2 separate regions of the Oryctolagus cuniculus genome follow, and region 2 is linked to region 1. A link is a contact called in public Micro-C data. All regions are on one chromosome and are shown on one strand. The core of a region is the stretch at or near the end of the contact, and the rest is flanking DNA. Distances in the headings are between cores, read along the strand shown.

Region 1 (5,866 bases), core at 1,664-4,163:
GCATTTTAAGGCAGTTTATCCCAAATACATTAATAAGGGCTTGGGCCATGTCCCAAATGAGGGTTTCCAGCAACAAGAAATCAAGAAAAGTTTCAAAACTCTAAAACATCCTCAAACTTATTGAAAAGATAACTCAACTAAACAATGTTATCAAATTCTCTACCAGAACACAAACTGTTCAGTGCATAATAGCTTTCCAGTCAGACTTTATCCACAGATAGCAGCTCTGTGTGGATGTATATAATGATATATATGCTAGTAATATATATCATTAAACATTTATTGTCTCTAGAGGAAAACAACTAACTTTTAAAAAAATCTCAGCATAAAAATAGCTACCAAGACAATTTCAAAAATTCACACTATTCAACTGCATTTCAAACCATCCAAAGAGTGACAGTAGCCCAAAATTCCAATGGAAGTACCTGAAAACAGCAAAGAAACCAAAAATGTCCCCCAAACTAGTGCACACACACATGCGTGCGTGCACGCGCACGCAAACACACACACACACACACCACACCATAACATCAATAAACTTGATAATGAGATAACTGCAGGGCAATCTGCAAACTAATCACTAATTCTTCATTTGTACTTCATTCTAGAATAAAATCAGGAGTTTACAGCTCTTTGGTGCAACCAGATGCTGAATGTCAAATCTGGATTATGAACCACCCACTCCCTATCACGTTACCTTGCTTTCTTAACCATGAAATAAACATATGCTAACATAAGTTCATCCTGTCAGTCTAAAGCAAGGTCTGCCCAGTGTGGACAGGTCTCTGGTCGAGGGCAGGTGCTTTACACTATGTACAGAATAGCCAAAGGGAAGGACGAACCCACACCAAAGCCCAATGGAAAGGAGAAATCAAACTGCCTTGGAAAGGGAAGCCTAAATTTAATCTAAGAAAATGTCAGGACTATAAAGAACACCTGAGAACAATTCCAGCCTTACACTTAATTAAAAAAACCATTTTAAGATTTCCTCCAAAGATCCTTAAGAACATATAATTGCTTAACTTTTTTTTTTTTTAAACAAATAAACAAATCTCTAGTCCCCGGTGGCAGTAAATCCCCACACAGGCTAAAGTACACCCTCTCTAACTCCTCCTTGCTGACTTGCTAATATATTCTGCACTTTTTTGGTGTAGAAAAGGGGCTTTGGGTAACAAAGGTCTTAAACTTAAATGGGGACTTAAACTTGCTTTATTTTATCCATAAGGAAAGGCACGGGTGCCAGATCATCTTTTGGAGTGTCTGAACTTCATATTCTCTACAACAGTTCTTCCTTGGAGTTAGCACATTTATCATTGAAACTGGTACCCAAGGAAACCCCACTGGGGGACCAATTCCACCAGGCTCTGGGATCCCCCTACCTCCTACCATCTTAGAAAACCTCTTCAAAGGTTCTGTGTAAAGGCCATGTCCCTTTGTTATTAATGTCATCATGGATTCTGGTAAACTCAAATCACAACAGCTCAAATTGAGAACTGAACACATGAAATGAATGACTCAAATACACGTTTGGGGCTGAACTGATAAAGCTGAGATTTAAAATGGCTTAACTATATTCCCAATCTTTCCCTTAGAACCATGACGTTGACATGCATCCAAATAAGACAGTTTATTACGCATCCTGTAAAGCTCACCTGTTACTCATTTACAGGTCGGTTTTGAGCTCCAGAGCCCAATGCACGGCACTCCTTAAACACGGTTAGCACTCCAGAACAAAAGACTGGTTCCATTTTGTAACAAAGTTAAGATGCTTGCAGCAAGTACTATAACCCCGCCGAGACACCAGACGGCTACCTGTACAGATGTTCTCACGGCTAGCTGTACAGATGTTCTCTGTGAGAGACAAGGCAAAAACTTTCTTCAGAAGGGTCAAAGAATGCAACATGTGTGTCAGACTTTTTCTTAACAAAACTTATAAGAATATTTTTAAGTTATATTCTTCCAACACACAAACGACAGTCAATGTGTGTGACCCATAAAGTTTCTGAATTCATCTAAATAGAATATTTATGCATGAGGGAAATTCTTAAAAGGGTGTGTTAATTTAGTGAAAAACTGTGTGCCCGATAGATCTATTCTGAGTCCTTAAAACAGTTTAGCTAGTCTTCCAGGAAGAAGAATTATTTCCTGCATAAATTAAATAACAATAATGCCTAAACACATGAAAGCCCTAAATCTCAGAAACGCTCAACATTAAAAACCAAAAAATCTCTCTCATACGAACGATTTGGGATTGAGCACACTCACACGGGACTCAGCATCACAAAACAGAGATCTCACTACATGACCTGAATTCATGTCAGAGATGTTCACAGCACTCATCTACGTCTACACTTGCAAATTGTCACATGATCAATGGTAACAGAAAGAAGAGAGTTTGGCACATGTAGCAATTCCTCAGAACGTCCCTGTAGCTGAACATGGCGCTGTGAACCTGATTGGCAGCTACACAAGGTGTTTTCCCTCCTGGCTTCCCGTCGGTCTTCGCGCCCCGGGCCCGGACGGAGGCACGGCAGGTGCAGTGCGGTGGTGCGATCGCTCCAACACCAGAGGGCAGGCTCTGCACACAGCACGAGAGGACCGGCGCGGCGCACGGTCCGCGGCCATTTGTTTCTACTTGTAACCAACGCCATTTTCAGGCGGTCTGTTTCCGTGCGTGAGGTCGGGCATTCCCACAGAAGCCTCAGAGCGTGGCGAGGATCCTTGAAAAGGAGATGATTAGTGTCAGTACAGTCTGCCCGACGCCCCACACCAGCGCCTCCAAGGGGGCCATGTTCTTCCCTGCCACTCTGTAGATGCCCGCGACCGCCGCACCTGCAGGAACGGGAGAAACACAGGACCTCACTCAGCGGCAGACCTCGGCGCTGCACCTCGCGAACGGTCCCCACCCTTTGTGCGCGCTCCCACGCGAGCGCTCAAGGTTACACTTCCCTGCGCCACATTTAGCCTCTTAGTTGAAAAACAGCCTTTTCTACTCAACCGAAAATATGCAGAGCATACATTGCGAACTGAATACCAAATATTAAGAAAATTATTTAAAAAAATGAGTAATTCATTACTGCAATCTCTTACCTGGGCATTCAATTGGCCTTACCTCACCAGCATTTTTAAAAACATCCAATACAATATACTGCGCAGAAGCTACACAGCAGTAATTCCCAAATTACAGACATTTTCATATTAAACATATTTTTCGTATTTTTCATATTAAACTCATTTTTTGAGTAAAATGAATTCATTCTTAAATTTCATGGAAAATATGAGAATATTTGCCTCATCCTACAATCGACCATCTAATATGGTTTATGAACTTTTAAAGAAAGCATGTAACTGTAAGTCACTTGGAGATTGCTTGACAGTGAATAACCCGGGAAAAACGTTTAGATAAAGTGCCCTGCCCAGAGCCAGAGGATGTGAGTTACAAGCAACCTCAGGCACATCTGATCCAACCTATGCACTTAATTTAGCAAACACAATGATGTAGCATCTAAGAGGCTAATTTTAAAAGTACACTCCAAAATCATAAAGGAGGAAACATTTAAGTTAAATTACGCCATCTTATAGGTGGAGATGGCACTGAAACGATTCTCTCTCTTGCTCTCTGTCCTATATGTATATATAAACTGCCTACCTATCCTAGATTGGTTAAGCAAAACAACATAAGGGAACAAATAAATTATCCAAATACCCCGAAGTGACAAATATTTGAAATAAAAACTTATTCATAAAAATTAGCTAGATATAATTTTTGTCAAAAACAGCTAAGGATTAATAACATTTTGTATCTTACTCAAAATCTCCCAAAGTCACCATAGTCCTCCACAACGGACATAAATGGCAAAAGAAAATTACTACTCTAAGCCAAGAATCTTCACATGCTTGTTTCAACATAAAAGGAAAATAAAACAGTGTACTTATCACATTTATGTATCCTACTAGGAACTTTAAAGATACTGTCTGAATTATCTATCATGCTACCCCCCCTCCCCCGGTATCATCACCTAATTTAATGAGGAAAGACAGGTTCAGAGAGGTTCGGTCTCTAGTTCAAGGAAATACAGCTGAGGGAAGTCTAGTTATAAATCCCCAAATCATTCTCATTTCACGTTTATGCTAAACGAAAAAGAGAATAAGAAATTCAGAAAATAACAATGTAGCCGATAACAATCTCAACTTTTACTCAATTAGGTAATAAACTCACAATTGTCATGTATCCAAATTTTAGAATTGGATCACATTCTTTCAAATTTTTGAATTTCATTTTTGTGAGAGACACAGACAGAGAGCTGCCACCTACTGGTTCACTCCCCAAATGCCCACAATGACTGGGACTCGGCTGAAGCCAGCCTCAGGAAATCAATCCTGGCCTCCTAGGTAGGTGGCAGGAACCCAACTACTTGAGCCATCCCCACTACCTCCCAGGGTCTGCATTGGAGGGAGGCTGCAGTCAGGAATGGGAGGTGGGAATTGAACTCAGGCGTTCTGAGGTGGGATACAGGCTTTGTAATTGCTAGGATAAACGGCTACTCCAGACATCCTTTAAAAATCTTTAAAAGATTCTATGCCTTGTTTGTTAAGAGAAATTATGTTATAAATAAACCACAGAAAAGGAATCACTTGGATCTCTATGGCTATCGTCAATTATAAAAGACACAGCTAGGCCTCTACTTCTGTGAAATTAAGTTTTCAATCATGATCCAAGAAGGGGTAACTAAAAGCAATTACCAGCTCATGTTGGCTGGGAAATGACAAACAAATCTGTGCATCCAAACTTCGCATGTGTGCACAAGGTAAAGAGCACATGTTTTGGAGCCAGACTCAGGAGTTAAAATCTAAGCGACACTACTAAGCAGCTGAATTAGGCCCGACAATTGCCCAGCTACAGAATGGGTGGGCATGGAGATTCAGAGACAGTACCTGGAATGTGCTGAGAACACTGGCAACTCCTACCATGCACACTCAACCTGTCCTGGCTCCCAGGCCCAGTGGTGTTCAGTGATGAAGCTAACTCCACTCCATGATTCTCCGTTCACTAAATAGTGCTGGAGCATCTGGGAGCCATTTGGAGGACGTAAGTCCCTGTCACACCACTCAGAGTAAATTTCAGATGGATGGAAGAACTAGATGTTAGAAACAAAACTACAAATGTAAATTCCAAAAAATAAGTGAATATTTTTTTTTTGACAGGCAGAGTGGACAGTGAGAGAGAGAGAGAGAAAGGTCTTCCTTTTGCCGTTGGTTCACCCTCCAATGGCCGCCACGGCTGGCGCACTGTGGCCGGCGCACCACGCTGATCCGATGGCAGGAGCCAGGTACTTATCCTGGTCTCCCATAGGGTGCAGGGCCCAAGGACTTGGGCCATCCTGCACTGCACTCCCTGGCCACAGCAGAGAGCTGGCCTGGAAGAGGGGCAACCGGGACAGAATCCGGCGCCCCGGCCGGGACTAGAACCCGGTGTGCCGGCACCGCAAGGCGGAGGATTAGCCTAGTGAGCCGCGGTGCCGGCCATAAGTGAATATTTTTATGATCCTAGAAAAAGAGATCTTAAATCTGAAGATGATGAAGAGCAAAAACCATGAGCAGTACATCAGTGTTTTTAACCAAGCCAAACAAATGTACATTAGTTGGGCTAAATTACCATGGAAGTCATACAGTCTCAAAAGGGAAATGTAGAACTACACGAATTGACACAGAAAAGACTTACAACACAGAAAAGACTTAAAACATAAAATATATATATTCTGTACTAGTATAAACACATACAAGAGGTCTTACAAAAGTTCCTGAAAATGCTTATTATGAAAAAACTAGGTATGATTCCAAAATTTTTTTGTATACCAAAATACCC
Region 2 (5,866 bases), core at 1,212-3,711, 40 kb after region 1:
GTGACACCCTCCCCCTAACCCTCACCTCTATTTCTACTCTGACACTAGCCATTTCCTAGGAAATGCTCCCAGTAGTTGGGTTCCTGCTACCAATGGCAGAGACCTGGACTGAGTTCCTGGCTCCCTCCAGGCATTAGCTCTGGTTGTTGCAGAGATTTGGAGCGTGAACTTGTGGAGTAAATTTGAGGATGGGGGTTCTGTCTCTCTGCCTTGCAAACAATTATTTTTTACAAAAAAGATAATATGAGAAGGTAACTGGAAGTAACCCTGCTTTGATTTGTTACCTGGCAGCCACTGTAATGATCAGAATATTAAATATCATCAAATCTTGTCAAGAGATAAATTACACTCACTTCATGGCTCCCGAAGCTATCTAAATAGGTCTTCATAGGCCAATATGGACATTAATATATACAAATATATTTACTGAGTCCTTTTCATTTCACTCTAATAAACATATTTGATACAGCTGAAATATGAAACAGTTGATACTAGCAAAATAATAATAAGTTGAAGCAATCTGTCTCCAAATCTTTCATCTTGGATCACCAGAGTCTTTGTGTCAACTGTTTCTTGAACATTAAAAAAACACGTCTCTGATCTGCAACTATCACATGAAGTCAGTTTGCTCCACAGCATCCAAGCGAGGACACCACGAATCAGCTTCCCAGAATGTCCCTGAATCGCCGGGCTTCCACAAAGAAACTAGCGCCTGTAAAGCTGCTCTTATATATAGTTCCATAAAATCTCTAAGGACATCTGAATTCTGTGCCATGCCAGGCTTCACACATACACACACACATACACGCAATGCACATCTGAATTCTGTGCCATGCCAGGCTTCACACATACACACACACACACATACACGCAATGCACATCTGAATTCTGTGCCATGCCAGGCTTCACACACACACACACACACACACACACAATGGACATCTGAATTCTGTGCCATGCCAGGCTTCACACACACACACACACACACACACACACGTATGTGTGTATTCATAGTTTCATTTTACGTTGTCAGTCTGGTAAGCATGCACTGGAAAGTCATCAAATTGTAACTGAATCTCTTTCCTGTGAATACTACTCAGAGTATTTGTAAAATTCGCATCTCAAAGTATAGGGTCAGCATTTCCTCATGAACAAAAGCAGCAGTTTCTTCGTAAGGCAAACCCAGGAATCCGATGCAACACACATGTACTCTTGCTCACTGTCACACACGCCCATCGATGTTATCCGAACGTGGGTAAGATCAGCTCCCTTGACTAAAGAGGGGAAAGACTGAAAATTAGCAAACGTCCCAGATGCAGCTGCTCCAGGCTGGAGAGAGACAGAGACGGACAAAAGGACACGGGGAAAGGAAGCTATGTGAGCGAAAAGCTAAAATGCCAACAATGCACCAGCCCCTGGCCCAGCCCCTGACCCACTATAATCTACTTAGCCATCTACTTTACACCCCTCCCTCAGAAAAAAAAAAAAAAAAGTGGAAGCAAACTGATCCTGATGAAGCCGGGAACTGAAGTCCTGCACTTGGCCGGCGACTCGCGACGCAAAGAGCCAAAGCTGAGGGAAGTGTCTCACCACCCAGGGCAGGTGCGTGCGTGGAGGGCAGGGGGAGGGGAGGGGACGAACGCTGCCCGCGCGCGAGTCTCCGCACCGACGCCGCGCCTACTACGGGGCCGGGTGCCGGCGGCCGACCCCGGCGCCCCCGGGACGCCTCCCTCAACACCTTCCCGGCCGGCCGGGCCCCGGAGCTCCCGAGCGCGCCCGGCCCCGCAAGGGGCGAGGGGCGGTCCCGCATCCATTTACCCGTGAGGTTCCTCAGCACCGTGCCGTGGGCCCAGAGGCTCAGGACCTGCTGCACCGACAGGTTGATCATCGAGTGGTCGCCCCCCTCCGCCTTCATCGTCCCCGGGGGGCGCCCGCCGCCCTCTCCGGGGGCGCCGGGCGGCGGCGGCTGTGAGGATCGGGGGGCGGCGGCGAGTGCGCGGCTCCTCCAGGCCGCCGGGGGAGGCTGCGGGGCGCCGGGCCGGGCGCTGCTGCTGCCGCCGCCGCCGCCGCCGCCGCTGGGCCTCCGGGGGGGGCCGCTCAGCGTGTCTCCCAGGCAGCCCCCTCCCCGCCGGGGAGACATTGAGGACGGCGGACGGGGGAGCGGAGGGGGCCGGGCGCTGTCCCCGCGCGGCCCCCGAGCGAGCACTCGGGGCGGAGGAGGCTGCCGCCGCCGCTCCCGCTGCCTCTCAGGGGCGGCACACGCGAGGAGGCCGAGGTCACGACGCCGGGAGGCCGGCGGTGACGGGCAGCCGGCAGGTGCGGCCCCGCGACGGGGCCCAGCTCATCGCCGCTGGAGAAGCAGCGGACGCGGCACCCCGAGGAGGCTGCGGCGGCGGCGGCCGCGGCGGCACCTGCCGCCCGGCCTGGCCGCCCTCGGGTCGCCGACACTCGAGGAACCGCCCCCTCCGCCCGCGGCCGCCGCCGGGCGGCTCGAGTGCGCGCGCGCGCGCGGCTCCCCACGCCCGGCCCCGCCTCCGCCGCCCGGCCTGGCGGAGCCACTGCGCATGCCCACTCCCCGGCGCCGGCCTCTCCCTCAGCGCCCGGGCTCGCGCTCCGGCCGGCGCCGAGCGTCGGCCCGCAGTGGCGCGGAGGCGAGCGCGGCCTACGTCGCTGGCGCCACCGCCGGCCCGGCGGCTGATTGGGTTCTCCGAGGGCGCCGCCTCCGCGCCCCCCGGTGCCGGGGGCTCGCGGGTGCGGGGCCGCGCGGCTCGCTGAGGTGGGTGCTGCGACGAATCAGACCTTCGCCTTGGGGTGAAGATCCTCGCGCGCCGCACTTGAAGGGGGTAAATAGCTCAGCACGCAGAGTTAGTAATTTGCGGTTTTAATTTTTTTTTCCTGAGTTCAGTGACCTGGCTGGGCCGCTCACTGGCAGAATGAAATGTTAAAGTCACAAAACCGAGTGGCCCCGCTTCTTCATTCATTCCCGCCCTCCGGGGGCCCCCGGGGTCTGACGGATGCCGTCGCTGAATTTATCCAAATTGCAGATCTTGCGTTTTTTTTAATCTAGATCCCTCTCCCCCCGCATATTTGCTGTCTTCGCGTCCATCCCTCGCCCCCCCCCCCCCCGGAGCATTTAAAATCCAGCTCGCCAAGTTAAACTGCTTGGGGGCTGGAAACATGGTAACTCTGAAGATAAAGATGGGGTTTTTGGCGATCACGTACACGTGCCCACCCCATCTCTGCTCTCTGGTAAGAATTACCGAGGGAGATTTATCCGGCCGGACACGGAAGGGCTGAAGCGCCCGTGACAGGGCGCTCTTGGGAGCCACCTTAGAAATAACGCGACGGCGGCAGGCTTCCTCCCCACGGTGTCCTGTGGCTGTCAGACACGGGAAAAGGGCATTTTGCATCATTAATGGGAGTGAAGTCAAAACGCTTCGTGTAGAATCTGTCTTCTCCCTGGACTTACACACGTTCATTTAAGACATGAAAGAGGATTTGCTGTTTTTTAAACTTTTTAATTTTAGAGGTGGGGAAAGTGATGCCGCAGAATTAAGTGGGGGCAAAGGTGACAGCCGTGCAGAGTCCACTCTGCGCGTTCCCGGTCTGTGACTCTTGCCAGCACCCACAGTGTCTTCCTGTGAGCGCCCTACGGTCCAGGTCCTGGATGCGGAGGTGCAGGGTGCCTCGTGGTGATGCCACGGAGGTCATGGAATGGGACCACGTGCACCGAACGGTTCCTGAGAGCTGAGCCGGCGGGCATTTACACGGCCTACCAGGGGCTTTGAGTTAGCTTACATGGGGTGCACTGAGGTTCTTAGGATACACGCCACTATTTAAAACGTTCAGAACCTGGGACAGTGCCTGGCCCCTGAGGCTCAGTAGATAAATGTGCTGAATGAGTAAATGATTGCCAAAGGCAACAGTGTGTGTGTGTGCTGCATCCTTTTTGAAGAAAAACAGAACCCACGTGTTGATGTCAGGAGAAGAGACAGTAAGACAGCAATGACGCCCGCAGGGGATGATGTTCCGCACTAACCCAGTGGATCTTCCCTGCTTGTCAGTCAGTCCAACGCAGTGAGCACTTACTGGTTACCGCCTATCCGTAACTTCCGTCAAAGGCATTAGGGATGGGATTCGAGGATTCTTCACTGCATTTCACTTGTTGTTGGTTTTTTTTTTTTTTTTTCGCTTGGGCACAACTAGTGATACCGCCCATGTTGGAAGCCTGTATGCTTGAGAAAACTGTGTCTTTTCCCAACAGCCAGAGTCACGAAAATCAAATCTGAGTTAATACTAGTGAAGGTTGTAGAATTTCTTTTCTTCGGATCTCTGACACTGAGTTAGTACTGCAGTCCAAGGCTGGGTTGGTCCCATTCCTGCCTGAGATCAGGGAATACCCACAGATGAGTCCTCAAGGTGCTTTGTAACCATGTGCCCTTGCATGTCAAATAAACAATTCACAGACAGTTCTTGGTTTGTTTCTTCAACACGAGCGAGAGAACATCTGTAAGTCTTAGCTGTTCTGCTAATTCTCCAGAGAGAACCCAGAAGAAAGCCTTTAAAATCAACTAGAATATAAAATGTTGATCCTGTGAGAAAAACGTTAGCTATCAAAGCCATTTTTTCTCTTTCTTGCTGCCAGCTGCTTGTTTATCTCCCTCCTTGCTGTGCAGTACTATATTGTCGACTAATAATGCACAGGCAACTTAGTCGCGTTTTGTGACACATTTCCACAGTTTCAAATCCTGGGCAGGTTCAGTAGATGCAATATGTGGAAAATAACACTCTCTCTTCCATTTGTGATGCCCTTTTAATAAGGATGGAGTCTAATCAGCACAGAGGTCCTTCCTCTTGCTAGGTGTTGTGCCCACATCTATATATGAGCTCTTGTAATTTTCACAAAGACGAATTGAACCTTCACAACACCATTACATTAATTTTCTTCAAATGGCACACACCCCCACACGTCTGCCCAAATCGCGAACAGACATGAAAGCTCTGTCGGTTGTTTTTCGAAGAAGAAAATAAAACTCAGTCGGGAGCAGTGATAAACAGGAGGAGCAGAGAGGAAGGCACGTTGTTCTAAGGGATGAAGTGCACCAAGATTTTCATCTTGAAATGTGTGGCAGAGCACCTATTCCAGTCAAGAGCTATTTCCATCCCAGTTAACCAGAGAAACAGAGTATTTTCCTTCTCTACAAATTCTATTGTTTAAAAAATGTGGCAAATGGCATTGTGGAAACTCACATTCTGAATATATTTAGTCTACTGAATGAAAGTAGAATCGTTCCAAATTACCCGCCTAAGGAATTTAAAAAGATGACATTTTTGGGCCTGGGAATACCTGAAGTCCTGGTTTATCCCCCTAGTAAGATACAGCAAGATACAGGATGCTGGCCAGCCATGATGGGCCTGCTGAGGCATGGAGCCCAGCTGAGAGAGAGAGAGAAAGAGGAGGAAGTGCTCCATGACCTCCACTCGTGGATGGGAAGGCAGATGTTGCGGGTGCCCCCAGCCACATCTGCTGCAGCGTGGGCCCGCCCTCTACCCGTCCTATCAGGTGGCAGGAACATTTTGATGACCTTTTCTAGAGACCTGCTTTTTATGACATTGATCCTTTTTTCTTTTGAGTAACTTATCTTTTAAAAAATTTCCTATAGGAGCTTTTTATATATTTAACAAACTAATATTGTTGCATGTATCATTTCCAGTTTGTCAGGTGATTTTTAATTTTCATAATATTTTCTTTGTCATGTACAAATTTTTAATATTTCTTTTATGGTATTTGAGTCTTCTATCATGCTTTTAAAATGTCTTCCTTTCTCTAAAATTAGATTTTTTAATGTCTTGTGTTTTTTCTAGA

What was found. A called contact is a pair of places that touch in the nucleus more often than the background predicts.
Region 2: a Micro-C map of ear pinna shows a contact between it and region 1, with 7 times the contacts expected there. The contact joins the promoter of TMEM170B here to the enhancer-like site in region 1. A contact is called at or near these places in 2 of 6 Hi-C or Micro-C datasets (ear pinna and skin fibroblasts).

What each region holds. Positions count from the first base shown.
Region 1 is chr5:158,986,693-158,992,558 of mOryCun1.1, forward strand. The region is part of intron 3 of TMEM170B (transmembrane protein 170B); the gene reads right to left. Among named protein-coding and RNA genes, the nearest start is that of TMEM170B, 40 kb to the right of the region's middle. Within about 2 kb of position 2,914, at least 2 of the 8 cell types and tissues checked have an H3K27ac peak or open chromatin away from gene starts, as enhancers often do. A contact at or near this core is called in ear pinna, where this site is marked.
Region 2 is chr5:159,027,300-159,033,165 of mOryCun1.1, forward strand. It overlaps TMEM170B (transmembrane protein 170B), which reads right to left and starts at 2,462. Exons shown (of 4, transcript XM_070074414.1): 1 at 1,819-2,462. The coding sequence starts at 2,140. LOC103349679 reads left to right here and starts at 1,749. Exons shown (of 9, transcript XR_011388801.1): 1 at 1,749-1,879.